2 separate regions of the Sus scrofa genome follow, and region 1 is linked to region 2. A link is a contact called in public Hi-C data. All regions are on one chromosome and are shown on one strand. The core of a region is the stretch at or near the end of the contact, and the rest is flanking DNA. Distances in the headings are between cores, read along the strand shown. Region 1 has its middle 52 kb from the start of TES. Region 2 holds the start of CAV1 (caveolin 1).

Region 1 (3,051 bases), core at 287-2,786, 200 kb before region 2:
ATATAGGTTTACCAAAGGAAGAGTTAACTGCTTTAGAATGACCTTTTTTACTTGTTGTATGTTGGGGCAAACATTATTAAGTGAGAGCAAATTTGGGCTGGAACACCTTTTTTAAACAAAGTTCATTCTTAGTCACTCTCTCCTTTTTAAAATTGCCTTAGTATTCTTTTGAATAACAGAGCTAGTCACTGTTCTAAATATTTTATACATATACACTCAATCCTCATAACCATTTCAGGTAGTTCCTTTTATTACATCATGTGGAAGATAAGGAAACTGGAAAAAGTGGAATTATGCAAATTTGGCCCAAGCTACAGAGCTAGGAAGGGAAAAAACTGGAATTTGAATTCTGGCCATCCAGCCCCAAGGTCTGAGTTCTTCTTCACTTCACCATGGTCCTACAGTGAGGACGTATCTCTTCCCTTTCATGTAAACTATGACAGGACCACATAAACATAGTTGTCCATGGCTTGTCTGCTCTTGCACAGGGATTTCTCCCATGTACCTTTGCATCTTCCAAAAGCTTTAACCCATCCTTTAGAGAAAGTTCTCTCCTTAACGAGTTGCTCCACATCACATTGATTCTTGGCCTTGCAGCCAGCAGCAGCTCCATGTCAGCCTGCTAAAGACAAAACCCTTTCTGTTTCTCAACCAAATCCCTCATATTTTGAGTTGAAAACAAGAACTGCCCTACTGAGGTGCCAAGGGAAACATTCTTACGTTATGAACTGTTTCTAACAAATGTTTTGGAGATTTTAAAGGGACAGCTTTCTAAATATCTGAGACATTTGCAAACAAACCAGAAACACAGGCCAGCTTTGCAGCCCAAGTATTGACTCTGGGTTGTATAATCTTTCTGAGAGGAGCTATTGCAATGCCCAATTATCAATTGTCCAATGATAACAAATGTTTTCTAGGATTGAAGTAATCAGAGTAATCTAGGTCTTTGATTTTGAAATGTGCATTGTTAATATAATTTTGGCATTCTTTAGCAGAGTTCAAAGTGGAATCAAAAATTTATATTTATAAAGTTTATAATCATTCCACAAAGCTCAAGACGTTTGGCAGTGCTCAGGAAACTTAAAAAGAGTAATAAAAGATTGCCATGAGGAATTCAAAACTGCCTTGTATGGTAATGCCGATTCAAACCACCACATAGCTCAGCACTGTAAGTTCAGCTGTAGTTTTAGAAATGGATCAGTGTGTAGCTGCAGTAGTTGCTAACATAGTGGCTTTCCTGTTAAGGATAAAGAAGGGATTTTGGAAAATTTACAGTTAATGTCTCAGTTTTGAAAACATATTGGAGAAATGAGAGAGAGAGAGAAAAACAAACAGAGAGAACTTTTCAATTTTTGGTTCCATTTACTAAGTATTTATTAGCTCCTTCAACTTTTCTTCAGCACCAGCAGCTCTGCCTTGCCTTGTAATTGTAAACTGCACATTTTTTTTAATTCCAACCTGGCATGCACACTGTGTTCCTGCCCAGCCCAAGCTCCTTCTGAATCCTGGCGTTCCAAACCCGGCTCTCCCAAGCTCTTGCTTTGTTGGCAGCCAGCAAAAGGGGTTTCCTTATGAATCATAGTGTGTGGGGAGGCTGAGTGGTATACCCTTCACTTATGCCATAATCTGTATGGAATGTATTTGAAATAGAAGACAGAAATCTAGAGTTTAGTTCAACATCTGACTTCAAGCACATTCTCAAATAATTGGAGTGCAATACGGAAAACTCGCTGTGTCTCCACTGCCATGGAAAAGTTTAGTCCCATTAACATTGTCTCCAAAGGGACAGGAACTAAGTTGTACACTTTTGGGCTCCAAGATCTCTGACTAGGAAGGAGTCCGCTTCCTGACCCTTTAAGATGACCTAGCTTTCCTATTCAGTTAGTATACTTTTATTCTGTCCTAAGGTGAACTGAAGTAAAAAGGCATGTGGTTGAGAACACACAGTTGCCATAGAAAAAACTTTTCATCAGTTCTACTGAACAAGTATAAACTCTTTTAACTGCAAGAAGAAGGGTAAAGAATAGTACAAAATAGGTGTGTTTTTAAAAGTCAGAATAGACATGAAAACATGTTCCCACAACCAGTCATCACCTGTTTATGTTACAATGAAGAAAATGGGCTTACTTATAAGCAATATGCACTTATCTGGCAAAACAAATTATTAGTTATCAAGTTCTAAATTTCACTTCAAAGAAACTAGATACACTGCACTAAACAAATCTTTTTTTTTCCTTAATTGCACTAAATACCCAAATATCTTAAATGAAAAAAAAAAAAAAAAAAAAAAAAGACTAGCGAAGGCATTCTGAATAAACAGGAAACTGCAAATTTTTTATCTATAAGCCATGATTTTCCCCCAAAGCTAAAATGTGTCAAACTTCCATATTCTCCCAAACTATAGTGAACATCATGTTTCAGAAATGTAAAATGCATGTATGTCACAAAGTTTTCTCAATATTATGATCATAATTTCTTAATCCACAAATCTTATAAATGGAAGTAAGTCTGACACCTGCTGATTTTGATTAATACTCAAAGAAATGGGAGTTCCCGTCGTGGCGCAGTGGTTAACGGATCCGACTAGGAACCATGAGGTTGCGGGTTCGGTCCCTGGCCTTGCTCAGTGGGTTAACGATCCGGCGTTGCCGTGAGCTGTGGTGTAGGTTGCAGACGCGGCTCGGATCACACGTTGCTGTGGCTCTGGCGTAGGCCGGTGGCTACAGCTCCGATTCAACCCCTAGCCTGGGAACCTCCATATGCCTCGGGAGCGGCCCAAGAAATAGCAACAACAACAACAAAAGACAAAAAATAAAAATAAATAAATAAATAAATAAAAAATACTCAAAGAAATGAGTCATTACTTTATTCATATGCCTTGTAACATGTATTTCCAAATAAAAGTGAGCAATGTGAGAAAAGAGGAATGAATAATAAATAATTTATTTTGAATAATCATAATTTTGGCTTCACACAAAAGCCCTTTAAGTTTCAATCATCTGAAACAACCACTGGGTATGGCTGATGTCAGCAGTCTCATCATTATGTAAA
Region 2 (2,700 bases), core at 10-2,509:
GCCAGAGCCACAGCAACTCGGGATCCAGCCGTGTCTGCAACCTACACCACAGCTCACGGCAACGCCGGATCGTTAGCCCACTGAGTAAGGGCAGGGACCGAACCTGCAACCTCATGGTTCCTAGTCGGATTCGTTAACCACTGCGCCACGACGGGAACTCCATAATTTGACTTTTGATTGCATGTGGAATGTAATGTAAAATGTCCTTTCCATTTTTGGATAGTGAATTTCCTTATTATTGCCACAAAGTAAAAGGACCGATTCAATTCATTTTGTGCTGCATTATCATAAGGTAAAGAGAGAAGCCCTCAATTTGGGAACAGATAAAATACTTTAATTGCTAACAACTTTTTAAACATTCTAATTAATTATTAGAAAAAACAAGCCTCCCTTAACTCACAGCCAAGCACATTTTTAAAAATGAACCTTCTCTGGTAAACTGGAAACAATCAAATATTTGTATAATTGTAAATGTTTTATGTATTAACCTGTTGGCACAAATCTCTGTTCCAGAAAAAAAAATAGTGATAATATTACGAAAGTTAAACATTTTTGCTTTTTATTTCAAAGCATTTGGGAAGCATTTCAGAAATGGTTGGGAATTGTTAAATTCTGCCTGCCTGCTTCTCCAAGTTTCCGTCCACACAGTGGAGATATAAACCAGTGTCACCAAAAGTTCGCCCCCCACACACACCCCACAGATTCCTTCCTTGTGTTTAGATGTGAAATGTACCTAAAAGTTCCCTGACATTTTTCATCCCTTCCTCTGTGAAAAGAGGAGACAGTTGTGTCTTAAGCAGCGATGGAACTTGGGCAGCATGAAGACAAATGGCTTAGAAGAGGGCAGAATTCTTCCTGAAGCTTGGGTGCCCATACTAGGCATATCGGCAGGGAGTCAACTCCCTCTGCTCCCCACCCCTGCTGGGATGATGCACTGCGAAAACATCTGCCCGCCTCAGAATGCCTCTCAGTGGCTTACAGCTGGAAAAATGTTGCCCCAGGTTTAAAATATCTGCCAAAGCAACCCAGTGCGAGTGAAACGCTTTCTCATTGCTCTTAGCTCCCTACGGGCGCTCCCGCCCTCTGCTGCCAGAACCTTGGGGATGTGCCTAGACCCGGCACAGAGCACATCCCCGCCAACCGCGAGCAGAACAAACCCTTGGCCGATTGCCAAGAGGCTCCCTCCCAGCCACCGCCCCCCCCCCGCCAGTGCCTCCCCCCCCGCCCCCCATACAATACAAGATCTTCCTTCCTCAGTTCCTTTAAATCACAGCCCAGGGAAATCTCCTCAGAGCCTTCATCCAGCCACGGGGCCAGAATGTCGGGGGGCAAATACGTAGACTCAGAGGTAGGATTGGGTGGGTGCGCTCTCGGCTCGGGCTCGCTCGCAAGGAGCGCTGCTTCTGCTATCTCCCACTCCAAATAGTCGAACTGCTTTGCTTGCCCCAGCTCTCTCTCGACTTTGGAGCACTCGCGCTGGCATTGCAGAGGAATGGGCCTGGGCGGGGAGGTGAAGAGGAGGCAGGAATGTTTTATTATGTTTTCTATTAGGAAGGGAGACCCTAAGCTAGAAGATCGCGGAAGAGATGGTGCTTGAGGTCCTGAAGTTAGGTCTGCCGAACCGACGAAGCGTTTCTGAATGGCTCAGGGGTGCTGACTTAATGCGGGGACCCTCATGGTCTGGCCCCTGCCTGCTGGGAGGCGGAGAGCTAGAGCGCTGGGTGGGAGGTTATTCACCCGCAGTCCTGGGGACAATCCCCGCCAGGCGCCTGCACCAGCTGGCCCGGGCAGCGGGCGCGCGTCCTGTTTGCACTTTCCGAACCTCTTGGGCCACCTCAAGAACTCTTCCCGCATATCGGTGCCTTGCAGGGGTGTCGGGAGAGGGGCACACCTCCCTTCCCCCTGACACTATCTCCCTCCCTAACACTGTCTCCCTCCCTTTCCAACCACCTCCTGGCGCTCGGGCTCCGCCTGGGTGTGGAGACCTCGTTTTCCCAAAAGCAGCCGCTGTGCAGCGACCGGCCGACTGCATAGGAGTGACCTAAGGGTGGGTGGGGGAAGCTGTGCAGGTGAGATACTGTTCTAGAGGAGTTTAGGGGGTCTGACACTCGGCTCCGCACAAAGACTGGGGATGCACAAAGACTGGGGAGTGGAGGGAGCTGCTGAGGGACCTAGAGCGAAGAGGGAGAATGAAATACGCGGGCAGATGCAAGGGAGGTGAGACGCAGCCAGGCAGCAACGAAAATAAAGTCACTCCGTGGGACCGGAGGTTCAAAAGGGATCTTAAGGATGAAACTAGAAGGGATTATGGAGAGAAAGGAAATGGGGGCCAGGGACGCGAGCAGGTGAAGCACTCGGGAGAGGGTGGCGTGTCGGAGAGAGAGGCTGAAGAAAAGTCAGTCAGGTCCTCTCCCTTGTGGGGGTCTCGGCGGGGTGCTGCGGGCAAGGGCTTGCACAGAGCTGGGGCCAGGGCTGACCGGGCAGCGGAGTTTGTCCTGACCCCTGGCGGTGGCGGGCGGGGGAGGCAGGAGCTCCCTGCCTGGTACCGAGGGGTGTGGTGTCCTCTCCTCGATCCTCTTAAAAAGCTTGCGGCGCCAAGGAGTTTACTGTGCGCGGAGCCACCGCCTCTGAAGCGGTTAGTTCGATTTTAAGCTTCGAGGTTTGCCCCGCTGCCAGGCTGACTTTTCTGATTGCTGATTT

The links. Hi-C and Micro-C count contacts between places; a contact is called where the count stands out from the background.
Region 1: a contact with region 2 is called in a Hi-C map of embryonic fibroblasts, with 2.2 times the contacts expected there. The contact joins the enhancer-like site here to the promoter of CAV1 in region 2. A contact is called at or near these places in 3 of 5 promoter capture datasets (fetal liver, fetal skeletal muscle and liver), 17 of 47 Hi-C or Micro-C datasets (embryonic fibroblasts, epiblast stem cells, fetal heart ventricle and 9 more) and 1 of 2 datasets of contacts at active chromatin or transcription factors (skeletal muscle).

What each region holds. Positions count from the first base shown.
Region 1 is chr18:29,883,221-29,886,271 of Sscrofa11.1, reverse strand. No RefSeq gene overlaps it. Among named protein-coding and RNA genes, the nearest start is that of TES, 52 kb to the left of the region's middle. Within about 2 kb of position 1,536, at least 18 of the 83 cell types and tissues checked have an H3K27ac peak or open chromatin away from gene starts, as enhancers often do. A contact at or near this core is called in embryonic fibroblasts, omental adipose tissue, skeletal muscle and 1 more, where this site is marked.
Region 2 is chr18:29,681,010-29,683,709 of Sscrofa11.1, reverse strand. CAV1 (caveolin 1) reads left to right here and starts at 1,259. Exons shown (of 4, transcript NM_001348935.1): 1 at 1,259-1,348. The coding sequence starts at 1,319.